2 separate regions of the Mus musculus genome follow, and region 1 is linked to region 2. The links are chromatin contacts, called in public targeted proximity ligation maps. All regions are on one chromosome and are shown on one strand. The core of a region is the stretch at or near the end of the contact, and the rest is flanking DNA. Distances in the headings are between cores, read along the strand shown. Region 1 has its middle 13 kb from the start of Rfk. Region 2 has its middle 61 kb from the start of Gcnt1.

Evidence for each region.
Region 1: a contact with region 2 is called in a targeted proximity ligation map of CD8 T cells, with 11 read pairs. A contact is called at or near these places in 4 of 130 datasets of targeted methods (CD8 T cells, effector CD8 T cells and embryonic fibroblasts) and 2 of 9 other capture datasets (adipose tissue and liver).

Annotation. Positions count from the first base shown.
Region 1 is chr19:17,379,071-17,383,621 of GRCm38.p6, reverse strand. No RefSeq gene overlaps it. Among named protein-coding and RNA genes, the nearest start is that of Rfk, 13 kb to the left of the region's middle.
Region 2 is chr19:17,293,684-17,298,237 of GRCm38.p6, reverse strand. No RefSeq gene overlaps it. Among named protein-coding and RNA genes, the nearest start is that of Gcnt1, 61 kb to the left of the region's middle.

The sequences.
Region 1 (4,551 bases), core at 1,757-4,256, 85 kb before region 2:
TGTTGGAGGACAGTGTGATGGGACTGCCTAATTGGGAGCTGTTGTACTCTTGGTATGTCTGCCTTTGTGTCTGAACTAGCCATTTTAAATGTTTCACAGACACCATGAGGATATCTGGAGACTCTGGATGGCGACAGCTGCTTGCTCTGGCTCCAGAAGACTCCCCATCCCTCCAGGACTGTATGAAGTAATTTACATTAAACTTTTGGGTATCATCAAAAGTGTTGGTAAATTCTCAGGCATCCTACTCTACTCAGGCCAAAAGAGGACTACTTCTCTTGGTGGTCCAGCAGAGAAAGCACTGTGTTTGATGCTAAAGAGCCGATGCCTCAATTGGTGAAGTCAGAAGGCTTCATTTGTATGAAAGGCTTGCTGGGGTTGGTGCACACACTCTGGCTATATAAATAGACTACCGTTCAGCTTGCTTGTGAGCAGGTTGAGTGGGAGACAGTGCCTGGCTGCCTGCCTTGGTGTGGCAGCATTAAGGCTCAATAGAAAGAAGGCTTCCTTCTTGGCCATTTCTTGTCTACCTCTGGGGTTGGCAGAGCTGGTAATTCGAAGAAAGAAACAGGAAGAACAGGGTGGTGATGACATCTGTGTGGCAGCCGTGGCTTCACCCGGGGACTGGCCAGCACTTTGATGGCCACAGAGGAGGCAAAGCTATGGGATGGAGTCCCAGCTCAGAGACAGGGGAGCAATGGGGGCTGTCTGCCTAGCAGGTGGCAGGCCAAGCTGTAGAGCAGTAGGCTCCTGTGTGCTGAAGGCTGCAGAAGAGGCAGAGCAGCGGGAATTGGCCACAGAGACTCACCTGCCTCTGTCTCCTGAGCACGGGAATTACAAGTGTGGTGTGTGTACTTACGTGTTTTCCCGGCAGTCCTGGAGTTGAACCCAGAGCCTTGTGCGTGAATGCGAGGACACAGCCTATCACTAAGCTCTGTTCTCAGTCCGTTTTCCTTTGTCCTGGGTGCTTTTTTCATCTTCAAATCAATGTCAGAAAGATCTTCCCTTAGGCTTATTTTTTTTTCCTTCAAAAATGATGTATATATGTGTAAGAGGGAGTGGGTGTGCCGCGGCAGGCATGTCGAGGTCAGAGGACAGCTGTGGGAACAGATTCCCGCCGCCCCACCCCATGTGTTCTAGGTATGGAAGTCATAGTTCAGGCTCTTGAGGCAAGTGCCTTTCTTTACCTGCTGAACCATCCCACCAGTTCCTTGTTAAGTAATTAATTAATTTTATAGTAAATAGATTGTTCTCATACATATTCTGATAACAGTTTCCCCTCCACCAACTTCTCTTCCCATCCAAACCCACACCCTTTTCTTCTCTCTCATTAGGATACAAATCAGAATCTAATAATAATAAGAAAATAAAATAAAAACAAACCAAAATAGGACCAGATTTAAAAGGGAGGGGGGGATGCAAAAGAGAAAGCACAAGAAACACATAGAGATGCTGAGACACTCACATTCACGCACAGATCATTCATAAAAACAAAATTGGGGACCATGATATGTAAGCAAAACATCTGTTAAGCAAAAGTAAATAAATAGGTAAACAAACAAACACAAAAAAATTAAAAAAAAAAGAAAAACAACAAAAACATCAAAATCTTCAAAAACACATTGAGTTCAATTTCTTGGCTATCTATTGCTGGGCCTGTCCTTAAGTATGGTTTGTATACCTAGTGAGACTCCTTTGGTGAAAACTATAAATTTCTAATCAGAGAAATCACCAGAAACCTGGTCCAGAAACAAATAATTCCATAGTATACAGAATAAACTATACTAAAAGCAGCCCCCAGGTGGGAGAGCATCTATGTTAAAATTATGTAGTGAAGACTTGAGGGATGGAATGTAGAATTGGTCGATGTTTAGTTAAGTGTTGCCTTGTATTGCCAGACAGGAAGCTGAGTGGTGGATTTAAAAGTGAGGCTTAATGCCTTGCATTTTTGAGTGGCTGTGACTCTTAGCAAGTCCTCCGTTTTGAGTTCTTTGGTGGCACCCCTAGTCTTTCTCAACTGCAGTGAAGCTTTGCTGAGCTTCTCCCTCTGAAAGTCCTTTGTAACTGCAAAACTTGGGAGTAAAAAGAATGGTTGGCGTTTTACAGTAGCAATTGTTCCAGAAGAAAGGCAGCATAAGAGAATCTCTGAGCCCCAAGTTACTGTCATCATGCTCTGGGCTTCCTAGTTCTACCTGCAGATGAACCCACCCAGAAGTGCCCAGAAGTCCACCAACATCAAGCTCACCAATACAGAGCCCAGTTTCCTTGCTCATCCCAAGAGAAGAGCCTTCAGTTGTGTGACTGTAAATAAGTTAGAATTGTGAGAGTATGTGACCTAAAGAGATTGTCAGTGGGCAGAGCAGGGTGAGGTCACAAGCAGTATTGGGGAGTAAGCAATCTTTTGTTGTGATTTATTATCTGGGCAAGTAGTATTTATTCAACAAAGTAAACTGAGTAGCCTTGTGTTTAGTGGACTTTCAGGATATTCTTGCAACAAGAAGTAAGATTTTTTTTTCTATATCATCTTTCTGGGTAAGCATTTCCTGGGATTAAAAGTCAGGCAGATGCTGACAATAAGTTTTGTGTCTATAGACAGCAAACTATAAAAGGTTTCTCAAAAGGAGTTTCCTTTAACAACCTCTTTCAATCTAGTATTCTCCTGACACATTTAACCACAGCACACCTTTCTTGTAATACTTCTAGTGTTTCAGAAAGCATCTGCTGATAAATACCATGCCAGGAAATCGTCTCCATGAGAGCGCTGTGAGTTAGTGTTCTCAAAGCGGGGAGGGGCGGTTCCCACTCGAGTAGTTGACATCACTGGGGAGAGCCAGGTTTCATCTACTCAATCAGAAACCCCGATGGGCTCAGCAGCCTAGGGTTTAAACCACTCACCTGAAGATTGATGAAGATCGTAGTTTGATGCTGTTTCCACCACAGCCCTCCATACTGGAGATGGAGCCCAGGGTTTCCTGCATGCTAGACCATCCCTGTGGTTCTGAGCTCTATGCTCAGTCTCACATGCCAGGGTCTGACCACATTGCTGTCATTGTTCTAAGAACTCCCTAACTTCCCTCTTCTTTTCTTCTTCTGCCCAGTAAAGAAATAAAAGCATGTACCTAAGTAACCAGACACCTTGTATTTTTTTTTCCAAGCAAATAGACTTTAAATACTTATCTGAGTTCCCTAAGTCAATGTGGAGGTAAACAAAACACATTTTCTTAAACCATTGTGTTTTTTTAAATATTTACCCATGTTTCCTTAATAGAGATGGGGGTAAGTAACAGAAAAGAATTTCAACCATTGCCCCTTTCTTCTGCTTGTACTTCTTTGAATTTTTTTAAAGACTTATTTATTTGTTTTACATATATGAGTACACTGTAGCTGTCTTCAGACACACCAGAAGAGAGCATGACATCTCATCCCATTACAGATGGTTGTGACCCACCATGTGGTTACTGGGAATTGAACTCAGGACCTCTAGAAGAGCAATCAGTGCTCTTAACAGCTGAACCATCTCTCTAACCCCACTTCTTTGGATTTTTAGAGAACAATGCTCTTCTTGCACTAGCATTAGGCAATAACAAAGGATGTAAACTTATTCAAGAATTTGGAAAGGGCAGTGGTGGCACAAGCTTTTAATTCCAGCACTTGGGAGGCAGAAAGCAGGTGGATCTGCGAGTTCAAGACCAACCAGCCTGATCTACATAGTGAATTCCATGTCAGCCAGGGCTACACAGAGACATCCTCTCTTTAAAGGGGGTAGGACGAGTGAGAAAAAGAAATAGAAAGGAACTGAAAGGGGGTTTCATGGCCTGGGACCAAGGTTCACTTAAAGCAAAGGATAAACCTAAGAAACACACCGCAGGCAGCTCATCACCCACCTTTTCTATGTGGGCTGTTCTCTCCCTTCCTGCCTTCTGACCTTTTCTTCTAGAGAAAGTTCAGTTTAATCTCCACTCACCAGTTAATACAATCCTCAAGGAAACAGAGGAAACTGTGCTGAAGCTAAAGACTTTGTTTGCCTTAGGAACAAAAGACTGCGTGGTTCCCATGCCTCACTTGAGCTGTGCTAAATGAAGGTGACATCAATCTACACTCCCTCAATGTGTAAGAGTGGGCAGGGACCCTGGATTACAACAACATCATGTACCATTTTGTTTGGGTCAGAGTCCAGAATTCCGCTTAGCGTGGAGCTCCACTCTAACTAGGATCCATCGTGTGGCTTGGTCCTAAAGCCTTTGCTTCCTGGGAACAAAAGCACACGTGCAGGATTCTGTGTAAGAGGGTCCAGGGTGCCATGAACAGGGGAGACCTGAACAGAGCCTTTGGAAAGTAATTGAGTATCTGGGAACCATTAAAAGTGCCTCATCTAGGGCCACACCCCACACCAGTGGATCAGTATTTTGGTATAGAAACTAGGAATTGGGAGACCCTGTTTTGGTTTGGTTTGGTTTGATATGGTTTGGTTTGGTTTGGTTTGGTTTGGTTTGGTTTGGTTTGGTTTGGGACAGGGTTTCTCCATGTATCCCTGGCTGTCCTTGATCTTAC
Region 2 (4,554 bases), core at 1,643-4,142:
CCTTCCTCTCCCTCTGCTCCTATTCTCTTTCCAAATCACCCCAATGTTTTCATATATATGCATGCATAGATATGTGTTTAAGTTTCAGGCATGAGAAAAAAACACATTAGATTTGTTTTTCTGATTAAGCTTGTTTCATTTATCTTAATGATCTTCAATTCCATTTATTTTCATACCAGTGACCAAATTTCTTTCTTTTTTTTTTTTTTTTTTTTTTTGCCTGAGTAAAACTCCGCTGTGTACATATGCATGTTTTCTTTGTTCATTTGTCTTTCGATGGACACAGGCTGATTCTACAACTTGGCTACTGTGAATTGACTCACAATAAATATGGCTCCGAGCAGTCATTCCTGCTGTGTGCTAATAGACTCCATCAATGAAGTACAATAGTATGGTAGGTCTCTGTTTTTTCTTCTTCTTCTTCTTTTTTTTTTTTTTTTTTGGTTTTAGGTTTTAGGCTTTGTTTTTTAATCTCCACCCTGATTTCCATACTCACGCATTAGTTTATGATCTCACTGATGCTGGATTTGTGTTCTCCTTCTCCCTCAAACTTCATCGTTGGAGGCTGGTCTGTTGCTGTGTATACAAATGCTAAATTCTGAATCCCAAGATCTGGTTGCCCTCCAGATAAGTGCATCCTCATGCACACTGGCTTCTGTTCTGTAACTCTTGCCCTCCAATTTAAAGCTCCCTAATTTAAAGGCTAGAGCCTGGGATTGGGCAGGAGAGAGAGAGAGGATGGTCAAACAAGGGGTTGTGTCTCTTGCTCCTACCTTGGAGGATTTGCATGCTATTATTTCATATGCCTTATACCCCATCCATCTGAAATGACTTATGATTAAATGTGAGAGTATGGCCCAAGGCTGGGAAGATGAGTGAGCAGGAATAAAGGGAGTGATGGTTTAAATGAGAAGTGTCCCTCCCTCATAGGTCCACAGATTTGAGTAATTGATCTCCAAGTGCCATTGTTTGGGAAGGTTGTAGAACCTTAAGGACCTGAAGCCTTCCGGTGGAAGTACAGAAGGTGGTGGACTTTGAGATTTTATAGCCTGGCCCCACTTCCTGTTCTGTCTGCTTCCTGCGTGTATGAACATGTGCTTAGACAGTTTTCTGCTTCTGTTACCATGCTTTCCTGCTGCCATCCCTACCTGCCGCTGCTGTGCCTATGCCACCATGATGGATCAGACCCCTCTGGGATTGTAAAGCTAAAATAAACCCTTTATTCTTTAACTTTTGCCAGGGTGTCTTTTTTGCAGAAACAGAAAACTGATACACAGGGCTCGTAAGCTTGGTGGGCTGAGCTGAGCTGCCGGAATCCATGGTAGATGGAGAATTGGATTCCTCAAGTTATCTTCTGACCTCCGCACTGATGCTTACAAGCCAGCATGCCCCTCCCCACAAACATTACGTACACAATAATGATGAGTATATTAAAATGGAAACAGAATAGGCTCCCTTTCTGGGCTTGGGGTGAGGCTCTGCTGTAGAGCTCTTGCATAGGAAATGTGAGGCCCTGCAGTCCAATCCCAGTACCACATGCAAAAACCCAAACCAAACCAAAACACAGCCAAGAAAGAAAGAAATGCTGTTTTCAGTTTCTCATTGGGCTTAGTTAATTAGAAGTAAATTAGATCACTTCAAGACTTTGGGAGCTTTAATGAACACAGATGATATGGAAGATGGAACAAGTCGCTCTAGAGGTGACATGCTATAGGAAGGGAGTTCTCAGACGCTATTTTTAAAGAAACTGGGTTTAAATGCCTGCCATGCCACTTAGGAGGTGTGGGTCTTTGAATGGGGCTCTATCTTTGATTTTTGGTTTGTACCTCTTTAAAATGGGGTCATAAGGGAACTTACATTGTGGTGCTCAAACTCTCAGATAACGTGCACCATGCCAACTTCATAACAAACACTTGCTGTCTTGTCACGAAGTGGGCGTCAGAGAAGCCGATGGTGCTGATTGCTAATGTCAGGCGGTCTCCAGGCCTCTTATCTGATTGAGGAAACACCACATGGGGCAACATTGAGAGAGAGCAACACCAGCTCAGAAGGAAGCACAGAGACACAAAGTGGCAACTCAAAGTCAAGGTTCTGGAGAGGAGAGAAGAGGGCAAAACAACCATCAGAAGCCTGTGAAGAAGGGAAAGGGAGTAAGATGTGTGCTAGAAACACAGAGCGTCCCAGCTCCATAACAGAGAGGATGACCTGTCCTCAGGAAAGAAAGAAAGAAAGAAAGAAAGAAAGAAAGAAAGAAAGAAAGAAAGAAAGAAAGAAAGGAAGGAAGGAAGGAAGGAAGGAAGGAAGGAAGGAAGGAAGGAAGGAAGAAAGAAAGAAAGAAAGAAAGAAAGAAAGAAAGAAAGAAAGAAAGAAAGAAAGAAAGAAAGAAAGAAAGAAAGAAAGAAAACTCAGAAAGTCTCAAGACAACTGATCAACCAGCCCTGGCTATACCACGAGGCATATGCCTCCCCTTCAGATCAGAAACGGGTCAGGCCCAGTCATACATCGGGACAATATTATGCTCAGTGGTACATAGGACAGTGATCCTGTAAGATGCTAGCAGATCTGAAAAACACTTGTTATCTAATGCTGTCCCAAGAGTGCCCTGCACATCTGTCCTGTTTGTGATGTGTGAGCAGACCTACTATGTGTTAGTCATACCAGAGTGTGCTACATCCACAGTGATGCACAGCACACAATGTGTAGCAATGGGGCTCAGCTACTATGTCTCTGGTTTACGTAATTACTAATTGTTTTTTTTTTTAATCAGCATCTTTGTGTATAGTCATTCCACTTGTAAAAAAGGAGAGTTTCCTGCTAATATGCAGAGTGATGGTCCTATACCTCAGGTTTCTGATGATTAACTCAGTTTCAGTTAGTCTCGGTTTCTGTAAACTCAGTTGAAGGCGACACAGGAAGTGGCCTAACAAGTTTCTCAGAATGTGTTGCTGTTGTTCAGATATACATATGAGAGGACAGTTTACAGCTTCGGACTTCTCCCTAGCTGAGCAATACTTGTTCCCTTTGTTCTTAGGCTGTGCTACACACCAAACAAGACCTTAGGGTCAGAGATATAGCCACAGTGGCCAAATGCCCCAGTTTGCTTGGGACTGAGGGCTTGCCTGTGCTAAAACTCTACTGTGCCAAGCAAGCATGGTTCGTCATGGAACACAATTCTGCTATGAACTGAATAATAATAATAAAAATGATTAAGAGGGGAAAAAGATGTGTACACAAATTTCTTTCAAACTAAGAATCAAAATGAAGTCAGAAACTTCGCAGTCTTAGCAAAAGAAGGCATGTATGTTCATGTATGAAACAGATGCAGAAATTATCGCTTCGCCTGTGAGTTTTATAAATCTTAATAGTATTGGAGAATGGAGGGAGGGACAGAAGGAAGGAAGAAGGGAGACTATCAGGATGTCATAACTGTTCTTATTTTTTTTTAAATTTTTATGGATAAGAAGTCTGTATAGAATTAAATCAGCTTTTCAGCGGGAGAAGCCCCTGCTGCAAAGCCCGGTGCCCTGAGTCCGATCCCACACTGGTGGAGGACAGTTTCGCATGCTCTGTCCTCTGATTTCCCCATGAGTGACGCTAACTCACTCATCAAATGCACAGGTTAGATTTTGTCAACTCAATACACACTAGAATTAAAAACTGGAAGTCTCAGCCAGAGCTGACGCTTGACCATAGCAGAAACCATCTTTGGATTTGAACTCCAGTAGCCTGGTCTAGGAGCTGCCAACCTGACAGCACAATTGATTTGGAGCTGTGCCCACATTGTTATTTCATTCTGTTTCCCATTAAAAAAAAAAAAGTGGAGACAGAATTAAAATGTTCCAGACACCTAGGTCCCATGTTTTCAAACTGACATCAGCAAACTTTCCTGGTTAGGTGCCTGCCTGAGGGTGGGAGCGGGACTAAGGGACACACTGCAGCATCAGGGAGACAGGAACTATTGCTGAAAAACACTGAAGCCCAGCCAGAATCCTCCAGAAAGAACAGAATCCCAGCCCAACCAGGTAGCGGCTACAACCTCCGCAGAAAACGCCTGAATGGGCTTGCGCCTTGTTTCAGGCCCCTTTCTTGACCCTTTCTGGGCAACTTACATAGGACAACTTAAGCCAGATGATCTTTGTCCTCACTGCCCCTCTGGACTTGACTTCAAGCCTGGATGGAGGTGTTCAGCCTTTAACAGATCGCATAAGTGAACATAACAGAATTTACCATTTAATTGTGCGTTTCAGTGGTGTTAGCTGCATTCACATAAACATTGGCTTTAATGCAGGGGCCGTGCTGAGGTGGCTCACCTGGAACTCTTTAATAAATTTTTAGTCTTTAAGAACTTCAGAAAAGAAAAAAGAAAAACATTCATTAGGATTCTGTATTTGCTACCCTCTCCGCCCAGGTGGGACATACTGAAGCCATGTCCAAACCACCCCTGGGCATCTTAAACACAAGACATTCTTCAAAGGACTCAAACTCTTGGCTCTTTGTACATCCCAAAAGGCTCCCTCCACATTCCATTGCCCTGCATCCTTAGACTGCTTCAAT